Linked DNA regions of Zea mays: region 2 is linked to region 1. Evidence: chromatin contacts called from public Hi-C data. All regions are on one chromosome and are shown on one strand. The core of a region is the stretch at or near the end of the contact, and the rest is flanking DNA. Distances in the headings are between cores, read along the strand shown. Region 1 has its middle 170 kb from the start of LOC103653283. Region 2 holds the start of NNR1 (nitrate reductase [NADH]-like).

Evidence for each region. A called contact is a pair of places that touch in the nucleus more often than the background predicts.
Region 2: a contact with region 1 is called in a Hi-C map of leaf, with 4 times the contacts expected there. The contact joins the promoter of NNR1 here to the enhancer-like site in region 1. A contact is called at or near these places in 4 of 25 Hi-C or Micro-C datasets (ear, leaf and tassel).

What each region holds. Positions count from the first base shown.
Region 1 is chr4:58,605,170-58,610,512 of Zm-B73-REFERENCE-NAM-5.0, forward strand. No RefSeq gene overlaps it. Among protein-coding and RNA genes, the nearest start is that of LOC103653283, 170 kb to the left of the region's middle. Within about 2 kb of position 3,927, at least 17 of the 20 cell types and tissues checked have an H3K27ac peak or open chromatin away from gene starts, as enhancers often do. A contact at or near this core is called in ear, leaf and tassel, where this site is marked.
Region 2 is chr4:58,902,126-58,907,029 of Zm-B73-REFERENCE-NAM-5.0, forward strand. It overlaps NNR1 (nitrate reductase [NADH]-like), which reads left to right and starts at 3,625. Exons shown (of 4, transcript NM_001305856.1): 1 at 3,625-4,800; 2 at 4,884-4,904. The coding sequence starts at 3,774.

The sequences.
Region 1 (5,343 bases), core at 2,677-5,176:
TGGATGGCGTGAATGGCCTGAGGATGCAAGTGGATGGTCAAGAGATGGAGGGTCAAGAGTTGGGGGAGCTAGTGGGTCAAGGGAAGGAGAAGCTGGTGGTTTTGGAAGTGGGGGAGTTGGAGGGTCTTCACGGGTCCGGAAGCCGCGAAGAACTAGTTGGGTCACCCCTCCTAAAGAACCAGTTGATAGGGTTGAGATAATACCAACTGGAGATGGGTAAGAGTATCCTTGCTTCGTTCTTATGTCTTACACTATTACACGATTACATTTTGTATTTGACAATTGTTCTTGTGTTGTTAGGGCTTGGGTGGATAGTAGTTTCACCGGCACAGGTCGTCGAAGGCAAGTAAAGAAAGTGTTGGGCAACATATGTCGTATGAAATGGCCTAGATTGGTGATAGAGGATGGTAAGTAGGTCCCTGTCACAAGATGGGATCAATATGCCCTTGCAATAAATGCGCAACATGGGAATGCGCAAGCTGCAGTTTGGCACGACTTCTAGGTATGTTATAATTTTTTGTTAAGTTTTAATCTCGATAGGAATGCGGCAAGTTGTAATTTTTTGTTAAGCTATCACATTATTGATTTTGACTATGCTTCTTTTTTTAGAAACATTACAAGTTGCCTGAAGGAGATACTCATACGGAACACGCACACTCCGTGTTCCATAGGAATGTGGTAAGTGTTGTTGGGGATATGATGTACTATGCTCGAATCCAGGTGATTAGTCAAGCCATGTTTGGTAGTGAAGGGCGACGTCCAGAGAGTAAGAACGAGGCGACATAGTATGGACTCGATATGACTAAGCAACAATATCTTGAGGTAGTTGATGTTTTTGCTTGTGTTGAAAAAATTTCCATTGCTTCTAGATATTACAGTTACTTATAAATGAATTGTGTTCATGCAGCATTCGATTCCATGGATAGCTGCCAATGATGCTGCTTGGCGTGCGTTATGTCATTACTGGGCTTCGGCTGAATTCAAGGCAAAGTCTGTGCGACACAGTTCTAATCGTGGAACCGAGTCGTATCACAGGTATGGAGGTGGTGATCACTTTCATTTGGCAAAACGAATGGTAAGTACAATTTAAACCATTTTTGTTGATTGTAGTTGACTTGTTGTAATTTCTGGTTATAATATTTGTCAAATGTACATACAGGAAGCTAGCACTGGTGCAGTGCCCCGTGATGTTCAAATATACCTTAGGGGGCACAGAGGACCAGATCATACAAATCCAGATGTGTTGTGCAGCCAAAAGGCAACAGATCATGTGGTGAGTGTTTGGAAATGTTTAGTAGGTTTTGTTTATATGGATGTTTGTATGTAAGATTGCACTGTTCTTTTGTATGAGGCTGCATATGGCGAGGCGATGTCTAGTCAGCACGGACCAGACTATGACTAGAGGACCTCACCTATTGATCCTCAGGCTGTGTATGCAAGTGGTGGAAAACCTCATGGAAGGTGAGGACTCTACATATCTTATATTGTTTCATTGGTTGAGTGAAATACATGTATTCTTAATCTATCGTGATGTTACTTGTTTTGTAGGTACACAATGTTTGCTAATGTCATCGACTCGAGCCAGGTGAGGGTTCAACGTGGAGGTTCATCGAGGTCTCCTGCTTGTAGCTCCCGTCGCTCCACTCAAGATCCAGCAGAAGTGGAGCAAATGCAAGAAGAACTTAGGCGACATCAGGATTACTTGAAGCAACAAGCTGCGCAACATGAATATTATGCTACGCAGATTCAGCAACAACAAACACTCATACAAGTAAGTTCAAAAGATAATAACTTTCACTTTAAGATATGTATTGATTTAAAACGCTGATGTGAATGAGTTCGACAAATTTGTTGCAACTAGCATAGGCCCAAGGGATACACATCCCGGTGCCCCCACCACCACCTCCCATTCATTATCCTTGGTCTTCACCTCCACCTATACCTACATATCCATCTACCGAACATCAGGTATGCATATTCATCATCATTTACTTATTGTTAGTTATATTATGATGTAACTCAGCAAATGCCATTTGTACATGTATATTAGACCCATCCAGCTACCTTGCCGACGCATGAACAAGACGACGGGTTAGACTTTGTCGAAACCCTCTTCAACAGTGGAGGTATCGACCATCACTCTTCACTGTAACCCGATGGTGATCGGCGACCGTGAGCTTCCATGTTTTTGCATTCTGATACTTGAGACTTTTATTATGACTATGTATGAGATATTGTCTCCTATTAGTACTGGATGATGAGATGTGTCTTATTATGACTATGGATGAGACTTGTGATGTAATTGATGAGACTATGGATGAGACTTTTGTGATGTAATTGATGAGACTATGGATTTAAATATTGATATGTGATTGTGTGTGAGATGTTTTATGTGAAAATATGTTGTGCTATATAGCTGTTGATATATTTGTTATGTTGTGGAATGTGGTGTAAAATATAAACAACATTTATAATGCTGGTCAAATTAACTTCCTAGAGGCTTATTAAGCCGTAGGAAGTTAGCTAGCTAACTTTGTAGGGGCTACAGTCAGACGTAGAAAGTTAGCCAGCTAACTTCCTAGGGGCTACAGTCAGCCGTAGGAAGTTAGTCGTAGAAAGTTAGTCAGCTGATGGCGTGAAGCTACTAACTTCCGAGAACCTACTAACTTCCGATAGGCTTCATTGGCTGTAGCAAGTTAGCTAACTTTCTAGAGGGCTCTAGAAAGTTAAGCTAACTTCCGACAAAAAAATTCCGAGAGCCAAACTTCCGACGGGGTGGCTTAACTTCCGAGAGTTTCGCTAACTTCCTAGAGTTTAGGGCTAACTTTCTAGGGTTTAGGCTCTAGGAAGTTCACTATTTTGGTGTTGTGGTAAAGCTCTTTGGAGGCAAGCACGGTGGCCTACTCTAGATCTTCTTCAAATCCATTGCCTAACTCCTTATGAGCGAGCGCATGCACCGGCCTTTTATGGATCAATGTCAAGCTCCTTTGGACCAACTACGTCGAACACCTCCATAGCTCTCTGTAAGGTCATTGGTGACAAGCACGCTAGGTGATCATCACCACCTCTATACCTCTTGTATTCCTCTTTCCCCCCTATTTCTATATCATTGGTTCTGGGTTAGAGCAACTGCTTTTTGTTGAAGAAGCTGCTTATCTGAGAAGTTGGCTCATTGTCTACTTTTACTTCGTTCTAAGAAGCATTTAAATTGATAAGCTGCTACGAAACACCATAGTTGGTACAGGTTCTACAAATTAAGTTGTGAGCTAGATCAGCTTGTTGGCTATGACAAGTTCTTTAGGCCAACCTAGCATATAAAAAGCGAAACGACGGATCATACCTGGAACATAAGGTACAAGACCCAGTTCGGCCCGATCATGTACATCCATACCTGTGTGCATGCGCACGGGCGCGTTTGTGGTAGCGTGCGTCCACAACACTCGACACACGTATAACTGGATCCGTCGCTTAGGGCATGTACAATGGTGTTTAATGTAGAGACTCTTGAGGTGTTATTTGCAAAAAATCGTGGAGCCGTATCTCCGCGAAGTGACGTGTCTAGCTCTTAAACCAAGTAGCAACGTTGTACAAACACATTTATTTCTGTATTTATTAATAGACTACATTTATAAACACTTTATTGTATAATATAGTTTCTTAGTTATCTTTATAATTGGAGAACCGTTTTTGATATCTCTCGGGCATATATGGCCTTAGATCCGTGGTGGTGCCGTGTTCTGTGGCCTGCTTGTCTGTAGCAGCTTTGACTGCATCCGGGGGAGGCGCCAGCCCGCCGGCTGTGTAGCGTTTCCCGCGCGGCGCGCAACGCAAAGCACAAGCTCAGGAAACCGCGGCGGCCCTTGGCCCCCCGTTACGAGCCAGAGCCGGCCATGCGACGTGCGCGCGGCTGATCGGGAGAGGCCAGGCCACCCAGGGCTGGCTATGCCTGCCGCGCGGGCGCGCGTCTCAATTTGGCCGTTGCGTGCTCCATGCGCCACCCTCCGCGGCGAGGCCGCACGCAGTCACCGACTCGACCCGACCTTGTGCCGGCCCCTTGCACTCCAAGAGCTTCCAGTACGTAGCAGTGAACTGTAAATTGCTCATCGCCATGCATGTTTTCATGGCGATGGAAGAGACAAATTCATTTCTCCTGGATGAACAGACAGCTTTGAGTGGATCTTGCATGAAATTTTATTATTACTATTTGAATTGAAGCCATTCCTTAAGCCTCCACGTTCGACGCCCTCACAAAGTAACAATCTAATAAATTCTCGCAAAAAGGAGAAAAAACATCTAGAAACTAAAAGTCGTTGGTGCAATGGTTGCATTTTTTACACATCTGATCATCTAAATTTCTCATAGAAAAAGTAAATTACTACCGAAAAAAAGAATCCAGACTCTGATAGTAGTCCTAGTTAAATTAGAACCGGTACCAAAATAAGATTTAGGGCCTGTTTGGAAATTATTTTTTCTCAAAACCACAGTTTATAATACCACGGTTTATTGTAATTCATGACACAACTATAATATATTTTACATTAGTCCAATTCAACGCCTGTTTGGAGATAAATTATTCTAATTATAGTGTAGAAGAAGAGAAGACTGTAGTTACGTGTAAACTAAAAACTTTGGTCCAAACTAGATATCCTTTAGTATCCATTTTTGCAATCAACCGATGCTAACACAACAACAAAAACCGAAACTTTTGTAGGCCGAAATAAATTATATGCGTTTTTAGCTATGCCTACAAAAATTAGCCAATTTTCGTGAGTCCTTAAACAGTCAATAAAAATTAATATTTTTTGTCAGGTGCTGTCAGACAATCAACATAAATTATGCATTTTACACCGTCATTCGTGCCTTTTTCTCCCTCTCATTCTTTTCTCCCGCTCTCAGTCACTCCCGCCTCCACGTACCTCGTCGCCAGGGGCCCGGCGCCTGCCTTATCAAATGCAGCGCTCTAGCATAGATTCTTCTGTGCTTTTCTCCATCCAACAAAATTAGTATAATTTTTATTGACCACCCATAAAATTTAAATATATCAAGCTAATAAATATTAATTATTATATGGTTACTTTAATAATCAACATGCATTTTTAGTATACTAGTTTGGTAAAACTAACTATAATGGAATATTTAACGGCTAGTTTTTAAACTAAAATATCTACTATCTATTAAGTTAATAGTGTAGACCACAGCACAACCATATACCCTCACCCCTACCCCTGCCTCGCTTTGCCTGTCCCGCCCGCCACGCAATGCCCGCCCCCTCCCCCCCTGCAATAGACGCCCCTGCCCGGGCGCCCCCTCCGTTTCGTGCGGCTCCCGTGAGCCCGCCGTCCT
Region 2 (4,904 bases), core at 2,375-4,874, 300 kb after region 1:
GATTGCACCTACTTCCATTTTTATGGTTGATGAGAACGTAATTAAATCCTATAATAGATTGCAAATATAGAATAGATTTTCAAGCCATGGATGTACGATCTCCCTAAACGTGTGAATTGATAGTTGAATTCTCAATTTGGCTTAAAAGGCCAATATTCACTTGTTGAGTAAAGTTAGGGATCCCCTACATCATTTGTTGTTGTGGGGTGCTACACATAGTGTCAAAATAGATTACATGATGCATATGACAAGTATGCAAATCAAAGAGAAGGAAGTGCTAAAAATTGCACAATGCAACACTACCACTCTAGGAGCGGTACCGCTGCTCCAATGACAGTCCACACACTAATAGAAAGGCATGGACCACCACAAGGCTAACATAAGATATATCTAAAAAGTCATAATGATAGGCTAGAAAACCATATAAAGTACATGTCCACACCTATCATACATAGAGAGTATAAAAGAACATAATATTAAAAAAATAAAGTGTAAGACACGAAAACAACTATTCTCTTAACTCAAGGCTATCATATCTTAAGATAGTACAAGAAGTTCCTAGTAGTATACATGAACATAAAGTGCGAGTTGTACCTCCTCCCATCTCATTCTCCCCCTTTGGCAACAAGCACTAAAAAGAGAGAAAAAGAAGAAAGAGAGACACAGCCACCCAATCCTCGTCCTCATTACTCTTTTCCCATGGAATACCGTCATCACCACTCTCATCACCATCATGATTGTTGTCATTGTCATCGTTGTAGACAATGGATCAACCATCATGGTGAGTAGTGTCGGTGTAGCATGTAGCATGGGTTGACATTCAAGCCGATGGACTAACAACCTACTCGTTAGCCCCTTTATCCATGTTAGAAATATTGTCATAGAGATCATTTCAAAAGACTAAATTTTTTGAATAGAATTGATCTGGTTGTTCTTTCTTCTAGACTCAGTGTAGAAATGAACTTGTTTATGAGATGTTACATGGATCACTCAGTGTCATACATTCTTATTTCTAATCAAAATTTAAGTACTAGTCTCATGCTCATTTCATATTCTTAACAAACATCATGCTTTTATGCAAAGTATAAATACCTACCAATCCTATTGGCATCCACCAAATTTTATGTTGGAATACGTTATTTAAGAATAATTATACTCACAAAACTACCATTAAGCTATTACACGTACTTCATACTTGGTGAACGTCCAAGCCAAGCTTTGGTGAAGCTCAAGATTACTAAACAATGGGATGGGCTTTCCCTATGAGCTATAGTTACTCTAATGATCAATACTAGATACTAAGAGAAAACTAGTGCAAAGGGTTATTAGTATAAACATGTTTACTTGCAACCTTAATTATTATTTACACTTCTTACAACCCAATGCAACTTGTTAAAGTATTTATGACTATATGATAAATGGTTACATGGATCTTAATGGTTGGTTTGTGTCTATAACTATATAAATGATCATGCAATTATTTCTCATGTGATAGGAGTATGTGATAGCAACTTTGTGGACACATGCATTGACCTAAGTATGCACCACGTCGTCCAAGAGAATGACACGAGGTGCTAGCCTAATGGGCCATGATAGAACCCTTGTGGTAGCTATTCGTCAACAAATTCATTAAGGGAGTGACCTATAATGTGATAGATAGAGCATCTAGTGAGATGTGCCTAATACCCAGATGAAGTTTATCATATTGACAACCTATTCTATGTAATAGTAGATCTTGTGAAGTATGATGCTAAAAAAATCTAGTGTTAGATTATGAGGAAAGTCCCTAAACAAGGTCCATATTGTGTAAGATGTATGCCTTTCCTTTTCATAAGGCAGACTGATTTTCACCTTAACGTTTTCCAAGTGGCTTGTTGAAGTAAAGATGTCCTACATGACAACTCTTGATAAATATACCTATATGAGTTGGACTGCTAGTCATAGATTATATGATTTAGGTGGTCTATAGGTACATGAAAGGTTCAGGAGTTTCACTTCTATGCTTCAACTAGAAGGGATGCTTTATCCAACCTAGTATCAATAAAGAACTTATTTGAATTTTATTTTGCACAAAAGTGTCAATTCAAGGCATAGTTTGTTATTTAGTTGTGATGAAGTGTAATCTCTAACTAAGTTGACGTTCAACTTAACTATCTCCATCGGAACACTGGTATATCAAACAATAGTGAATCGAGAACATTTCATATGTGCTCAGAAATTTGGTGAGATTATGAGATTTAATATAGGTTTGGCTCATATTTTTAATGTTGTGGTGCAATATTGTTTTAGTCCTATATGGGATTTTGACTAATTATTGACTCAACTTAAATGTATGGACTATGTATGCACCTATTGTGAAGTTAAGAGGGATTAAGGCATGTCACACGCGTGTACCGTGGCCAAGCCGTGGCATGGCGAGACGCTATGTGATGTGCATAGGATCAGGGCATGCCACTTCCCAATAACATACAGAGGAAATATCTGCCACAATCTTTATCCATTATTCCATCGCTCAAAGTCTCTGCTACGATTTCCACCTCTTTGGCCATGATCACCGTATGTTAAGTGTGGAGTGTCGAACAATTCTTGGGTACGAGGCACATAAGGCACTCTCTCTCTATCTATCTCTCCTCTATTGAGTACCTTTCTAATTACTTTCATTTTGGTCCTCTGCATGCACTGAGGATTAGAAGAGCAGGTCTCTAAAACAATGCTTGCATCTCCATCACTTGCTCTAGTGTGTCGGGGGATCAGGTTTTTGTGGACATCTTGTATAACTACCCAATTTTGTTCCTGTCGACTACATCATCTTCCTTCTGGTGGATCTTTGAGGGACTATACTGCAAATTTGCATTGATTATGGTCCGTGACTTCGAGTAATACACTAGGTCAACTAGTGCATATGGAGACATCGGTGTCTAAAGCACAAGGCCCTATGATGCGTATATCTCTAATTTTACTGTACAAAAATTTAGTAAGATATTCGTGCCCTCTAACCTTTCGTATGTTCGTCATGATTGCCACTGTAATGATCAAATTATACTTTACATATGCACATATATGTTGTCATAAATTTACTACTATTTTTATGGATTAAATTAATAATAAAATATCAATTTTACTATCGGTAACAACCTATGAGTTAGACCAAACCAGCTAATAGCTAGCAAGCTAACTATTAACACGAAATATATATGAACTAGGCACGAAATATATATGAACTAGGCCTAAAATAATACTCACTCCGTTCCGATTTATAATTCGTTTAACTTTTTATCCCAAGTTTGATCGGTTTGTCTTATTCAAAAAAATTCATAATTATTGTTAATATACTCCAAGTATGTCTTTAAATTCTTCAATTTTTCATAAAATTTTTGAATAAGACCAGCCGGTCAAACTTGTCAAAAAAGGTGAAACGGATTATAAATTGGTACAGACATTTTAGAGTAAATAGTATTGCAAGGGCAGCCACCAGCCAATAATCACAAAATCAACATTATTTTCGTGGCGTTGAGCAATTCAACACAAAGTACCAAGCGTTAGGGTGCTGGTCTGCTGGGTGTAGAAAAACCTATGGCGCACACTGACTTTGAGGCGCCATGTCACGCTGGAGCACCCGCGCCCGTGTGTGTATATATACATACGCCTGTCGTACTGCCTTCCACAGACAATAATACCGAGCCCTCTCTTCCATTCCAGCCTTCCCAGGCCAGCTGCAACTACTGGCTCATCACCAGAAACCAGAACGTACGCCGGCAACCCATCTCCCTGAAATGGCCGCTGTGGAGCCCCGGCAGTTCGGGCGTCTGGAGCCGGGCTCCTCGCCAGTGCGCGTGGCCACGAACGGCGCCAAGGCGTACCCTCCTCCGGCAAGCCACCTCCCGCGGCGCGCTGACTCCCCTGTCCGCGGCTGCAGCTTCCCTCCCCTCGTCTCCCCGCCGCGCAGGCTGGACGACGCGTCGGACGACGAGGACGAGGAGCAGGAGGACTGGCGAGAGCTGTACGGCTCGCACCTGCAGCTGGAGGTGGAGCCCGCGGTGCAGGACGCGCGCGACGAAGGCACCGCGGACGCGTGGATCGAGCGGAACCCGTGCCTGGTGAGGCTGACGGGGAAGCACCCGCTCAACTGCGAGCCGCCGCTGGCGCGGCTGATGCACCACGGCTTCATCACCCCGGCGCCGCTGCACTACGTGCGCAACCACGGCGCCGTGCCGCGGGGGGACTGGGCGACGTGGACCGTGGAGGTGACGGGCCTCGTGAGGCGGCCCGCGCGGCTCACCATGGAGGAGCTGGCGCGCGACTTCCCCGCCGTGGAGATCCCCGTGACGCTGGCGTGCGCGGGCAACCGGCGCAAGGAGCAGAACATGGTGCAGCAGACGGTGGGCTTCAACTGGGGCGCCGCCGGCGTGTCCACGTCCGTGTGGCGCGGCGCGCGCCTCCGCGACGTGCTCCGCCGCTGCGGCATCGTGCCCCGCAAGGGCGGCGCCCTCAACGTGTGCTTCGAGGGCGCCGAGGACCTCCCCGGCGGCGGGGGATCCAAGTACGGCACCAGCGTCACGCGCGAGTGGGCCCTGGACCCGTCGCGGGACATCATGCTCGCCTACATGCAGAACGGCGAGCCGCTGCTGCCGGACCACGGCTTCCCCGTGCGCGTCATCATCCCCGGCTGCATCGGTGGCCGCATGGTCAAGTGGCTCAAGCGCATCATCGTCACCCCCGCCGAGTCCGACAATTACTACCATTTCAAGGACAACCGCGTCCTGCCGTCGCACGTCGACGCCGAGCTCGCCAACGCAGAAGGTAATTAGCAGTTCATGTTTAATTTATTACTACTCAAGCAAAAAAAATGATGTCTGACTTTGCTATTGCAAATGATTGAGCAGCGTGGTGGTACAAGCCGGAGT